2 separate regions of the Mus musculus genome follow, and region 1 is linked to region 2. A link is a contact called in public promoter capture Hi-C data. All regions are on one chromosome and are shown on one strand. The core of a region is the stretch at or near the end of the contact, and the rest is flanking DNA. Distances in the headings are between cores, read along the strand shown. Region 1 holds the start of Plb1 (phospholipase B1). Region 2 overlaps Gckr (glucokinase regulatory protein).

Evidence for each region. Promoter capture Hi-C pulls out the DNA fragments that hold promoters and counts their contacts.
Region 1: a contact with region 2 is called in a promoter capture Hi-C map of the HPC-7 cell line, with 8 times the contacts expected there. The contact joins the promoter of Plb1 here to the enhancer-like site in region 2. A contact is called at or near these places in 9 of 39 promoter capture datasets (the 3T3-L1 cell line, 3T3-L1-derived adipocytes, the C10 cell line and 6 more) and 2 of 9 other capture datasets (adipose tissue and liver).

What each region holds. Positions count from the first base shown.
Region 1 is chr5:32,234,736-32,242,098 of GRCm38.p6, forward strand. It overlaps Plb1 (phospholipase B1), which reads left to right and starts at 4,349. Exons shown (of 59, transcript NM_001081407.1): 1 at 4,349-4,506.
Region 2 is chr5:31,310,597-31,317,929 of GRCm38.p6, forward strand. All of the region lies in intron 16 of Gckr (glucokinase regulatory protein), which reads left to right. Among named protein-coding and RNA genes, the nearest start is that of Gckr, 17 kb to the left of the region's middle. Within about 2 kb of position 2,400, at least 5 of the 459 cell types and tissues checked have an H3K27ac peak or open chromatin away from gene starts, as enhancers often do. A contact at or near this core is called in the HPC-7 cell line, where this site is marked.

The sequences.
Region 1 (7,363 bases), core at 3,099-5,598, 930 kb after region 2:
AAACCAAACCAAACCACAAAGAGGTCTTGACAGTTGCTTCTTTAGCATCTTTGTTCCTTGGCACAAGGGCCCATGGGCTACCCAGGCATGGAGAGCGTCTGACTCGGCTTCAGCCTTTCTCACTCTACGTTGCAATCACCTTGGCCTTTCCTGGAAGTGCCCAGGACCTTTCACCACAGAGCTGTGAACTGAGTCTGCAAAGGCAATGTCACCCGACATCCATGGATGGAGTAGAAACTCCGTGAGATCAGAGGCCATATGAGGCAGGCAGAAGGAGCTCAGAGAATGTGTGCCGACTCCCTGTCTCTCAGGCTGATTCCTAGGGTTTCAGAGCACCAAGTCATGAAGGACAGGTATATGTTGGTCCCTATGTAGGTAGTTGGGTGGAGGCCCAAACGAGCCTGGAGCGCCAGCCTCCAAGGAGGAAAAGAAAAGAGATGCTACTTCAGGAGTCAGCCTTGAATTACAGAGGGAATCGTTTCATTCCCTGAAAGTATGAGAGGAGGGGAAAGCCATTGAGCTTTATTAAAAGGTGGCTATTCTCTTTAAACTGCTGTCACCTTTGGGACTCAGTCCCCTTCTTTTCAAGACATCTGCTTCCTGGGCTAATTACATGGGCCCCCAGAGGCCTTGGAGCAGGTGGGATCTTACTGATAGAAGAAGCTGAGAGAGCTAAGGAGAGAAGCCTTCTACTTTGAGCTGAGTACACCATAGCTAGAATATGGTCTCTGAGCTCCTAAGGGAGAGGGGCTTGGGGCTGGCTGATGCAATTTGTTCTGTTTCTAAGCCCGTGGGTGTGTACTGTACCTGTGAGAAGGAGGGGCGAGCCTTCATGACACCTGAGTTCTCAAGTCTTCAAAAGGAATGAACGGAAGAGTCAGGATATAGGATACTGGCTGACCTATCCAGGTGTAAACATAGGTATTGACTCCAGTGAGCTAGCTATAAGCATGCTTTTGACTAGTAAGTGGTCTGGTTCCATTCTCACAGGAGCAAGTCCCAGATGATAAAATATCCAACTGCTATGATATTGTCTTAGTTATGGTTTCTATTACTGGTGGGGGGGCACTACCAAAAAGCATATTGGGGAGGAAAAGGTTTACCGGCTTACACTTCTATGTCTCTGCTCATCATCAAAGGAAATCAGGACAGGAACTCAAACAAGGCAGAACCTGAAGGCAGAAGCTGATGCAGAGGCAGTGGAGGAGTGCTGCTCACTGGCCTGTTCCCCTGGCTTACTCAGCCTGCTGAACCCAAGGACCACCAGCCCAGCAGTGGCCCCACCCACAATAGGCTGGGTCCTCCCCTATCAACCACTAATTAAGAAAATGCCTTATGACCAGACCTCATGGGGGCATTTTCTCAATTATAGTTTCCTCCTTTCAGAGAACTGTAGTTTGTGGGTCAAGCTGACACAAGACCAGCCAGCACAGATATTAAAAATGCCAGGTTTCACTGGAAATGCATCCCACCCCCCAGTCCCCGCCAAAGCTGAGGAAATTCTTGGTACAAAGTCAAAGAGCACTTTCTCCTGTCCCTCTTGCTGGGAAAGCCAGGCTGCTCCAGGAGTGGGGGGTGGGGGTGGGGGGGTGAATGGGAAGAAAGAGGCTTTTGGCATCACTGTCTGGCATTATTAATGTTCTCAGGGCATGATGGATGGAAGGTTGGGGTTCCACTCTGGTTTTTGGTATCACTGTCTGGCATTATTAATGTTCTCAGGGCATGATGGATGGAAGGTTGGGGCTCCACTCTGGTGTGGAAGAGAGAGCCTGTGGTGGCTTTGGATGTTCTCATTGCAGACGTTTGTCGTCCTGTGTTTTTCTGACCCATATGATGTTTCTTCAGTCAGCTGTTCATGAAGAATCTCCTGTGCTCCTAAATGGCTTCACCCCACCTTATTGGGTTCTTTTCCAGGGTCCACATCTTTAGACACATCCTCATGCTGGCAAACCTGGCAGGTCTGGCCCTAGTCCTCCTCTCCCTCCTCCTTCCCCCTCCCCCTCCCCTCCCCCTCCCCCTCCTCCTCCTCTTCTGACTCCCGCTCCTCTTCATCCTCCTTCAGATTGATGCCTACTTCTAGTTGAAGATATCTAGTGAGTCTCTGGTCTGAGACCTGACCTGTCTGAACACCTGGGAACTCAGCGATCCCAACCTCCTACAAGGAGAATATGTCAGAGAAACGACATCTTTGAAAGAATCAAATTTTCAGGTCAAGTGAGCAGGCAGAAAAGGACAGCTTTTCTCTGGGCTTATTTGTCCTGGGTGGATGGGAGGCTAGTCTAAGGGAAGCTGCTAGCTCTCCAGTCTGGGAAGCCAGCTGCTAGGAATCACTCCTACCTTCCGCTCTGTGATCCTCTACATGACCCAGTGATACCTAAGGACACGGGGTGGATGAAAGGAGGGGCTGCAGGAGGCAAGTCATCAAGCACACAGCTCCAGGGCAAGGTTACCCAAGGTTACTTGACAATTCAATATAGCAGTCAAGGGATTCAAAACAGAGGGAGCCGTTTGAGGCTCTTAAGTGGGACCTGCAACCCACCAAGAGTCATGAGCTCTGAGATAGGCAGGTGAAGCAAGATGCAAGTTACAGCTTTAGGATTATAGGAAGAGTCCAACTGAGTAGAGACCAAGTTAGCAGACTAGTAAAATGTATTTATTAATTTACAGCCCAGAAGGAACCATCTGCAGGCGCTTCTGAACCCACAGGGGTTCAATGGTACCTAAGAAGAGGGGCGTGGTCTCTATCCCCAAGTAGGGTGGGAATTTTGGCAGTAACCTGGCAGAGCACATGACAACCCTTGCTGAGTTCATTATCCTCATTTTATAGGACAGGGGAAATAGAAGGTTTTCTTGGTTTTCAGGGACTTGTTTTAAGAGATTTCTCTGGAGGACAAAGGGACGTATTTGGGTCTAGCAGCAGCAGCAGCAGCAGCAGCAGCAGCAGCAGCATCTCTTCTCTCTTAAGGCAGTGTACTCTTCTTAGTCTCAAGAGACCAACTCTGACGACCCTGCTTCCAACTGGGTTGTTCTTGTATTAGGAGCTGTGTGGGAATCACATTGATGATTGCGGTACAGGGTCTGCCCTTTTCAGCCAAGCAGATAGCTCCAACTGCTCCACTCTTTGTTCCCCAGCGTGGTGAAGTAGCTAAAGCAACAGAGCCCTAAGCAACCTGCCAGAGAAGGAGGGGTTAGTTAAGCTTCTGAGATGTAAAACTTGATTCTGCTCACTGTGGCCCCTGAGGGATGACTTGCGTGGGAGTAGATTTATACAACCAGTCAGCAGTTACTGACTTCAGGCCTTATGCAGTGTAGTGGGGATGCAGCAGCAGTGTCCTCTTGGAACTTAAGTTTGTCAGACAGGATAATCTACAGACACGTATTGAAGGACATACAGGAGGCCAGTAGTGTGTGTTTGTGTATGTGTGTTTATATATGGATGTCTGTGTATGTGTGTTGGTGTGTGTTTGTGTATGTGTGTGTATATATATAGGTGTCTGATTGTGTGTTTGTGTATGTGTGTTTATATATGGATGTCTGATTGTGTATATGTGTTGGTGTGTGTTTGTGTGTGTGTGTGTATATATGGGTGTCTGATTGTGTGTTTGTGTGTGTGTGTGTGTATGAGTGTGTATAAAATAAGGAGAGAATGTGGGATTTGAGAATGGAGAAAAGGCACACAGGGCCTTATGGACCTTGCTGAGATGATCAGTCTCTGACTAAAGGGAAATGGGAACATGTCTAAGGGGTTTTATACAGGATGTGACATTAGGCTTATATGCTGACAAGATTGTTCAGGCTAATATAGTTAAAGAAAGAAAGAAAGAAAGAAAGAAAGAAAGAAAGAAAGAAAGAAAGAAAGAAAGAAAGAAAGAAAGGGAGAGAAAGACATAGAAGTAGAAATATAACTGGAGACATTTAGCCAGGTAGGCTGGGCCTACCTTGGTCCAGGAACTGGAATACAGAATTGATGGGACTCAGCCATTGGTGATCTGCTGGACTGAGCAGGAGATCCCCTGGATATTGTCTGGGTCTGTCTGCAATGGCCACTACTGTTTCCTGTAGGGCTAAAAAACGATAGCAGAAGAATGATGTGGCCAGTTCTACCCTTCCAGATCCCGAGGAACCCACAGACATCAAAGGGAGGGTATTGAGTCAATGAATGAGTTTATGGGGCTTGAAGCTCAGAATAAAGGTCTGTCTGGAAGTGGGAATGTAGGAATGATTGACACACAAGCTTTAAATAAAGCCAAGGGCTGGTATGGTTGCCTTGAGAACCAGCAGAGGAGGGTCCAGGCCAGAGGAGGAGTGGCCAGACAAAACCAGGAACCCCAGACAGTGCTAGTATCTCAAGAAAGCAGTAGAAGCCAGCACTCACACTCTGTTGAGACAAGCAGTGGGAGAAGGTATGAGGATCCATTGCTGTCTGTTGGATTCAGCAAACTACTGACCTTCAAGAACTTTTAATGGCATGGTGGGAACAGAAGCCACATTGAAGGACAGGGACAGGTGAGTGAAAGGCATTTTAGAAATGCTACCTGACAAAGAATTGGGATGTTCAGCCTACAGGAATTCTTATGGGATTCAGATGATCAAATGCAAGAGTTTTCAGCCTCATAAAGATTCGGGAGACATAGCTCTCCTCCCCGGCCAGAGAGAATTGAGAGGTGCTGGCCTGATGTGGCTCAGAAGCAAAGAAGAAAGGGAACAGGAAATAGTTTGCATGATTCTCACAAGGAGCATACTGAGATTCTAGCCACCCTCTGGAGAAACATGTAGCTGTATGTTCTTGTCCCTACATGCCCATAAGAGGCCCCCAAATGTCAATCAAGTGTTAAACTCAAAGGAACAAAAATGAGGAAGTTCTGTGTCTTAAGTTAAAGTAACCAGTCTTTGGAGCAGAAACACTGAGATAAAACAGAACAAAACAAAACAAAACAAAACAAAGCTTTAAAGCTGAGCATGGTGACACACAATTGTCATCTCAGGATCCAGGAGCCTGAGGCAGGAAGATGTTATGTTCAAAGCTGGTCTGAAATACATAGCGAGACTCTATCTCAAAACAAATACAAATAAAAGAAAATGTGCTTTTACCGTCCATTCTCAGGAAGGTTTCTACGTATTCCTATGGAGTTCCAGACAGTCTGAAAGGCTTGCATGGTGATGCAAGCTCGTAGCCCCAGTGCTGGCCTCCTCAGCAACTTCCAGGCCAATACAACGCTCTCTCAAAATAAAAGTGCATAGTCCAGGTGGACAACACCTAAGGTTGTTCTCATGCATGTACACATGAACACGCACACACAACACACACACACCATATACACCCATACACAACACCACCCACAACACAGTACACACTGAGAGACATATATAACATGCAAACACACACAACACACAGAGGCACAACACACAGAGACACATACACACACAAACACAACACACAGAGACATATACAACACACACACAGAGAAACACAACACATATATATACACACAAATAACACACACAACACATATACAACATATACACACATGCAATACACCCACATACATATACACATACAGAGACACACATGGACATATACGCATATACATATACATAGGACACACATATACATATACAGACACATACATATATAACATACATATACACACAGACACACATGTGAAATATAAACATATACATACATGCAACATATACACAACACACAGACACATGCACATGCTCATATATATACACAGACACACAGACACACATCCAGACACAAACATATTTACACACAGATATACACATACACACATGCACATACATGCATGCACACACAGACACACATGCATACAACATATACACAATACACACATGCACGCACGCGCGCGCGCGCGCACACACACACACACACACACACACAGAGTCTATTTTCAGAAATACCATAGTGTGAAAATAAGCTTAGGATAGAAAGGATGTAGAACTTGGGAATTCAATTTTTTGTGAAAAACCAAGGCCTTCATGCATTTCAGAAGTGAAGAAAGGACAGGTGACAGGCTGATGTAAGTCAGAAGCTCCTGGAGGCAGTGGTGTTTGTGTAGTCCTTCAGGAAATAAAACTTGAGGGACAGCTCCTCAGTGAGCCACCCATTCCTCACCTTGGTTGTCCAGATGGCTGGAGCCCAGCACAGACCTGGTGACTGGTCGGTATCAGGGCCCCAGGGGACAGCCCTTCTCACTCAGCACTTCCCTCTCTTTCGCCTACTCCCTCATAGCCCTCTGCCCAGGTGGTGCCATCAAACATAAACAGCTTGAAATGGAGCAGGCACAGTAAACAAGTCTGTATATTATTGCCAATGCCATTAACACCCACAAGCTGCCTTGGTGTCCTGGGTGTTGGCAGCCCAGCCCTTGACCAAGGTGATAACATAAAGGACAGCAATCCCCTGCCCCACAACCAAAGGAGCAGAGGCTGTGCTATGTGAATAGAGGGACGTCCAGGCTGGTAAGCTGCCCTGGGTCAGTCTTCACAAGCTGTTACCAGAATCCAGGTGAGAGATACTTCTTATGTGCACTAACTAGTAATCTTTATTTCTGTCCCTTTCTCTGTGTCCAAAACCTAGGGATGCTATCTGGACAGCTGCTCTACTGCGAATATAGGCCAGGGAGGTGGGTGGGGTCTACGTGGGATGCTTGGAGTATGGGATCCAGGACCTTCTCAGCATAGTAGCAAGCACTGAGATTCTTGGAGCAAACATTGGGATATTTGCTTATTCTCTTGGACTCAAAGGACACATCACAGCTCCTGCAGGCAGTGAGGGAAAGATGAGCTTCATGGGCAGGGCATCGAATTTAATGTCACCTGGCTCCCTAGACTTGCTCTGTGAAGCCATGGGTACCACATATAAGCATCTCAGCTCTGGGAGATCTAGGGAAGAGCTTTCCATACCAGCATTTTCACAGGGTCACCACACCAGGATAGAGATGGGGTGATTACAGGTGTTAGGCTTTCTGTTGATAATATTTAGCACAGGTTTTGTATTGCATAGTCATAGCTAGAACTTGGCCACTCCTGGTGGACAGACAAGAGTTCTGGGCTCTAGTAGCTAAGCAACCTTGAGTCAGTTACTTAGTCCTATGCGAGTTTTAAACTTCTTATTGATAAAACTAGACGAAACACACCATTGCTGCCATGGTCACAGTGATTCAGCGCTGAGCAATGAGTGGGAAGGAACACTGAACTTGGACCAGAGAGTCCTGCCCCAAGTGCTGTTCTTACTCAAGGGTGGGCTTCACAAAAGCCTCTTTCTTTGCCTCAGTTTTCTTCTGTGTACAGTAGGGGAGGAGAAAGCCTGGTCAGGTGACTGCCAAGGACTAAGTGC
Region 2 (7,333 bases), core at 1,150-3,649:
TTCTCTAAGGTCCAGCAACCCCAGCATGTGCCCTTTGTACCTCCTTCTGCAAGGTCCCGGCTTTGTGGTCAGCAGGCACCAGACATCGAGTCCTGCGAAACAAATCCGTGAGAGCAATTTCCATCCCTCCAGGGGCATGAAGCAGTGTTTGCACCAGGAAGTATAATAAGCATTGAGCCATTTTCTAATTATGTTCCTATGTGCCTTGGTCTTACAGTATGGGTCTCTTCTCCTCATCAACTCCTCAAAGGGAAGGTCTGACATCTTACATTTCTTCCATTGTGCCTTAACATACTAATTCTTCAATGTGTGCTGCTGTATATGTCAGAGAGGGATCAAGACAGTCTAGCTTCTTAACAGAACCTGCTTCTTGTGGGGCGTACCTGGTCTTGCCACTCATCCTGTGAGCCTGAGCACATTGTTTCTCTAGTCTTTGTGCTTTCATCGTTAGGACCAGATGTATGTAAGAGTTTCTGGCACCATCTTTCAGTTAACAAATCTGCAGCTTCTCTATTCTTGGTGCAAACAGGGGGACACAAAGGTGATTCTTGCGCAGGAGTAGACAGAGTTATGCTATATGATTCCACGGTGGCAGAGATTTGTTTCCAAAGATTTACTTTGTTTCACAAGACTGCTATTGTATCCATTCATAACTTTTACCAAAGCCCATACAAAATTTCCCAAAGGAAAAGGCATAAGGAAACTCCCATAATGCATAGTCAGAATCATCACAATGAAAGTTAAAGGATGCTGGGGATCTGTGATTTGTGATCTCCACATGCTGGAACTTTGTCAAGCAGCAGTGGTCGACAAAATTTCTGTTGGACTTTGTCCTATTTTGTCGTCTGCTGCCGTGATAAAACCCTGACCATAACCAGCTTGGAAAGGAAAGTTTATTCCATCTGACACTTTACAGTCCATCATCTCAGAGAGTCAGGACAGGAGCTGAAGCAGGAAGCAGGTGCAGAGGCAGGGACCATGGAGGAAAGCTGCTTCCTGGCTTATTCTCCACGGCTTGCTCAGTTCCCCTTCTTTTTACATTTTCTTCCTTTCTTCCTTCCTTCCTTCCTTCCTTCCTTCCTTCCTTCCTTCCTTCCTTTCTTTCTTTCTTTTCTTTCTTTTTTTATTTTTCAAGACATGGTTTCTCTGTATAGCCCTGGCTGTCCTGGAACTCACTTTGTAGACCAGGCTGGCCTTGAACTCAGAAATCTGCCTGCCTCTGCCTCCCGAGTGCTGGGATTAAAGGCATGCGCCACCACGCCCGGCTCTTTACATTTTCTAATGCATTTTCTTAGTGTGTGTGTGTGTGTGTGTGTGTGTGTGTGTGTGTGTGTGTGTGTGTGTGTTTGAAGGAGTGGGCTCTCTTCTACCTTGTGGACCCAGGGGATTGACTTTAAGTTGTCAGCACCTCTACCCACTGAGCAATCTCACTAGCCCTCAGCTTGCTTTCTTATACAACCCACGACTGCTTGCTCAGGGGTGGCACCACCCAGAGTGGGCTAGGCCCCACACATCAAACACCAACTAGGAAAATGTTCTACTGACAGTGTGATGGAGGCTGTTCCCACACAACTCTGGTTTGTGTCAAGTTGACAACACCCAGCTCAGACTTGTTGCTTTAATTGTGGAAATATTTTTGATACCATAAGGTCTTCACTCTTCATTTGAAACATTGTGTCCTATTCACGGGTCCTCCTCTGTCACATTTCCTTCATCCCTTTCTTTTCCCTAGAGCACAGGACTGATAAGTGAGGCTGTCTTATACTTCACACTAGGCCAGGCAGAGTGGCACATCCTGTAGTCCCAGCATCTAGGGGCAAAAGCAGGATCAGGAAGTGTTCAAGGCCATCCCTAGCTACATAAGGAATTCGAGGTCACTCTGGGTTACGTGAGATCCTGTCCCCCCCAAAAAAGAACCAAACAAAAAACCCAAAACCAAAACTTCACACCAATTACTTCAGAATATGTCCCTTACGGGCAAAGACATTTGCCACTATAAGTATTATATAATTATCCACTCTGGGAATGACAGTAAACCTGATACCATTACCTAAATTCAGATTTCCTGAGTTATCCCTGGGAAGTTGTTTTTATTTTCCAGATCTTGAACCCAATCAAGGAGAACCTACCAACCATAGTCACCAGGTCTCTGCCCTCTTCCTTATCTTCAGTCTTTTTCTTTTTTCCTTGTCTCTCATGACACTGACATTTTTAGAAGTTCAGGCAAATCTTTTCCCCGGAATGTAGCTCACATTTCCAGAATGTACAAAGGTGCTGTGTTATCTTTTCCTCATGTTCAAGTTTAAGGTTTTTATTCCTTTTGGAGGAGACTAGTATGTCACATCAGGAGTCACCTGCCATGTGTGTCTCTTCCTTGGCGAGGCCACGGGGAGGGGGCGTATTCAGTGGTGGTGATGGCTGATGTCTCTCCACATCCTGTCACCCAACGGTCCATACCCACTGTTTCTGCACGTGCTGCTGATTTCTGCTTGACGCAGTTTCCCTCTTGGTGACTCTCAACTGGTGGTTTTCTATTGCTAGCTCTCTTCCTCTTAAACATTCATTAACTGGCATTCCCTCCCCGCCAAGGAGCTTCTGATTCACTCCCCACTCCAACCGTATTTGTTTAATGTCATTATGGACTCATGAATTTTCTTTTGTTGTTAAATGCTTAGTTTTATGTTTTTTAGACAGGGTTTCAATGTAACATAGCTGAACTAGAACTATTATAAAGCCCAGACTGGCCTTGAACTCATAACCCTCCTACCTCGACCTCCATAATACTGGGATAACAGACATTCACCATTGTGCATGGCTTAGATGTATTCTAATATATTTTTATACTTTTATTTCATTTTCATTTTATTTTTTATATGTATGCATGTGTGTGCCTGCTTGTCCGAATGTACACCATGTGTGTGCAGTGCTGTGGGCCAGCGGAGGGCATTGGATCTCCTGGAACTGAAGTTGCAGGTGATTGTGGACCTCCCAGTGTGGGTGCTGGGACTCTAGCTCATATCTAGAGGCAGAGGGGAGGGGCAGGAGCTCTTCACACTCAGCCATCTCTTCAGCTCCTCTTTACTCACCCTTTATTCCCTGTCCCTTGACACCAACTTTTTTTTGAGACAGGGTTTCTCTAGGTCACCTTGGCTGCCCTGGAATTCACTTTGTAGATCATGCTGGCCTCAGACTCACAGAGATCTGTCCACCTCTGCCTCCTGAAGGCTGGAACCAAAGGCTTGTTCCAACACGCACAGCTTCCCATAATAAATTCTCTCCTCTTCTCTTCTCTTCTCTTCTCTTCTCTTCTCTTCTCTTCTCTTCTCTTCTCTTCTCTTCTCTTCTCTTCTCTTCCTCTCTCTCTCTCTCTCTCTCTCTCTCTCTCTCTCTCTCTCTCTCTCTTCTCTCTTTTAAGTTAACATTTTAAACTTTCTTTCCTTATATATTGCATCCCAACCTTAGTTTCCCCTTCCTCTTCTCCACCCAGTTCCTCCCCCCCCCCTCTACCAGATCCATTCCTCATCTGTTTCCCTTCAGAAAAGGGCAGGCCATCCAGGTATATGAACCAAACACAGCACATCAAGTTACAATAAGACTAGGCACATGTCCTCATATTAAAGTCAGACAAGGCAGCTCAGTAGGAGGAAAAGAGTCAGAGACAGCCCCACCCCTACTGGATGGAGTTGAATATATTCTCTTACTACTTATTTTTCATTGTAAGTCTCAGAATCAGAGCTTGTTCAAGTTGGCTTCCTCGGGCCTGGTTATAGCCATACTTAAACATACTTCCAGTGTTGGTCTTTTTTTTTTTTTTTTTTTTTGAAAAACAAAACAAAACAAAATAAAATAAAAAAAGAAAAAATAAACAAACAAAGAAAAACCACTCCTTATTTCTGGGCATAGGGTGGCAGACAATTTACATCTCATGTGCTTTGCTTAGCATCTTCTGAATATCACTGAGATCACGGCAGAGCCGAGATCTCTTCTTCACTGTGCATGTACCAGTGTGCTAGTTTACCTTCTCTTATTTGGGACATTGGCTTATTTTCATCATTTTGCTATTGGCAATAGAGATGCAATGTGAATGCATGCATCCACGTGTTTCTTTGAGATAAATACCGAGAAATGTTAGATCCTTATCAAAGGGCAATGCCACTGTCACTGTTCAGTTTTCTTCCATAGGCTCTGCGCCGCTTTCTTTTGTCGTAGTTGCAGTTTAGAGGCTGCTGGCTCCATGCAGCTTCCCAAGGACTTCTTTTTTTTTTCCATTGTAAATTCAAAGCGACCCTTTATCCTTCAGGTTTTTGCAGGTGCTAATTTACTTTAAAGAGTATTGTTGCGGGCCATCCAGCAGCTCGCGAGGAACGGGATATGGCTGAAGCGGCAGACTCGGGCTGAAAGAGAGGGAACTAGACAGATGAGAGAAAGAAAGGAGCTAAGACAAGGTCCTGATCAAAGCTCAATATTAATATTTGGAAACAGGGGGTTATAAAGAAGGGGGAGGGGCCCATTCCCGCCAAATCATCTTCGGAGTCCAGCTGCAGGTGACCATGTGAATACTCTGGAACAGCTAGGCAGCAGGTAGCAGCAGTGGGAATGGCAGAACGATAGGGTGGCAGACTCCACCCCCCCCCATGATCTCCTGGTGATAACAGTCAAACCTGATCAGCTTGATTTTGGGCTGAGTGGGGGAGGTTACATCTCCTCCCTGTTGTTAATATAAAAAGGAAAGGATGGGCTGAGGCATAAAATTTATTATGCTCTATAGTTCTGCCAGAATGAAGAAACCTGTCTCAGTGGGATTCCCTAACTTTTCTCATGGTAAACCCTTATTTGGTTAAGACTGTCCTTTCTGTCCTAGTAAACATTTTGCAGACTAGCCCTGAGCTGTTGGCTCCGTCTTTTATAATGCTAATTAGTTACTGAATAGGTAACTTCCTTGCTGAATTCCTACTGAATTCCAAGTAGTCAGCTACACGGTCTTTCTACGACGTTGGAACACTGACGAAGACTTAACTGTATCAGGATACAATTTTAAAAGGCACTATAGTAAGATAACACGAAAGGAGAGTACGTGGATCCTCCTTAACAGCCTTGGGTGACAGGCAGGGAACAGAGAGGAGGGGGTGATGACCGGCTCCTTAGCACAAGACCATTTGGCTTGTTAGGGTGGGAGACTGTGAAGGGCTTGCCTTTTCACGGTATGGTCTCCAACCTCTCTCCCCCCTTTGAATTAAATTTAATAAGGCCACACTTAACTGAGGTGATCAAATGATCTTCTCATCCTTGGATGAGTGGGCATTAACCATGGCTAGGGGAGCATTGACCTGATTCCTCCGTGGGTGATGTCATGACCCACAATCATGGCTCTTGGTATCTTTTGGGGAGGGGAGGCAGAGCCTTAGAAAGATACTTTTGGTTGTAACTGGAACTAGATACCAACCTCCATCCAAACCGGGTGTGTCTCTCAGGGAACTCAGAAATGGTCAAGTTGGACCTTCCCCTGCAGTCCTTAGCCTCGTACCCACTCTGGTGCCCATACTGGATTCGTATTATCACGAACCAGCATGCACAGTTCTGAGTACTGTGCAGCTCCTAAAGGAGAATTGTCAACCTCAGATTCAGCAAGGCCTCTGCAAGAATTATGTCATTAGTAACACCACAATTTGTGGCTCTTAGGCTAATTTAGGAGCTGGAGGTTACCCTCCTCATCCCTAATATCTCCACAGCCTGAGGAACCAAGGGGACCTTGCATTATCAGCAAGGGTGGAAAACTGGAGACCAGCTAAGAGACTAAGCCCATCTTTCCAGAATAAAAACAACATTCTTCTAATATCTGAAATTTCCACCTTACTAGCCCTCATAGCAAACCTTAATCCCAAATCATACCAAAAGCCACAACATGTGCTGGAATGCCTTTAGAATGAAAATTAGTAGCTGCCACCTGCATGCTCTTAGGGGTGGGGATGCACACCTGCCACAGTCAGGCTGAAAGGTGTTGATTGACCTGCTTGAAAGACAAAATCTAGACAGTGAAGGGTAACAGTACAAAGCTTCTTTTGGGGAAGTACATGTACTTTATTCAGTTGCAAATTAGCAAGGCTCAAACTCAGTCTCCAGCCTCCTTGTGGGCAGGCTGGCTTTGAGAATTGCAGGAAGACTGAAGCTTCTCTGGGAGTGGAGCCTGTTCTCCGAACTGACTTTTTGGTTAAAGAGGATTTTTAGCCATCATCAGAGTCATACTTACTAGAAAATTCAGGATCTGTGTCCAGTTGACGAATTAATCTCTTGGGCAGCCATTGAGCTCCATCTTCTTGTGAAAAAACACAGACCGAACCCCTTCCCCAGATTAGAACCAGATCTGGACCCTTTCAATCATTAGTTAGTGGGTCCCTCCACTTTACCATGGCATAAGAACTAGAAGTAACTGGATGCCAGTGGCGATCCACTGCAGACTGACCTTTAACATCAGTTTGCAAAAAATTTAGAAATAAAGCAAAGGTAAGATGTGCCTTTGGTGACTTTGGGGGATATAACTGTCCCTGTTTTGTCTTAAAAAGCCAATTTTTTAAGATGTGATGAGCACGTTCAACTATTCCTTGTCCCATGGGATTATAAGGAATTCCAGTTTTGTGTTTGATGCCAAATTCTTTACAAAATGAAGTAAAATTTTTACTAGAATAGGATGACCCGTTATCTGTCTTAATAAGTTTAGGCAATCCCATGGCATTAAAGGCTTGTAGGAAATGATCAATTACGTCTTTAGAAGCCTCTCCTGTATGCAGAGAAGCAAAAAGAAATCCTGAACAAGTATCGATACAAACATGTATATATTTTAATTTTCCAAATTCCGCATAATGAGTTACATCCATTTGCCAAATATGATTTGAGGCATAAGACCTCTAGGACTGACTCCTAAATGTGGCACTGGAGATAATGTAATACATTTAGGACATTGTTTTACAATCGTTCTCGCCTGCTCCTTAGTGATCTTATGTCAGAGCCTTAAGGTATGGCTAGAGAGATGAAACTTTTCATGATCACGTTTGGCCAAAGCAACAGGATTCAAAATTAAGGCTTCCCCTATTAGAGCTCTGTCAATGCAATCATTGCCTTCAGCTAAAGGTCCAGGAAGACCAGAGTGAGATCCTATGTGACCATTATAAAACAGAGTTTTCTGGGCAAGAATGATGTTTTGCAATTTTGAAAACAAGGATCCTGACAGTGTATTAAAGTTAAACGTACCACAGGTCTCCAATAAGGGTACTGATTGTGCAACATATAAACTATCAGTAAAGATATTAAAAGCCTCATGCACAGACTGAAAGATCTT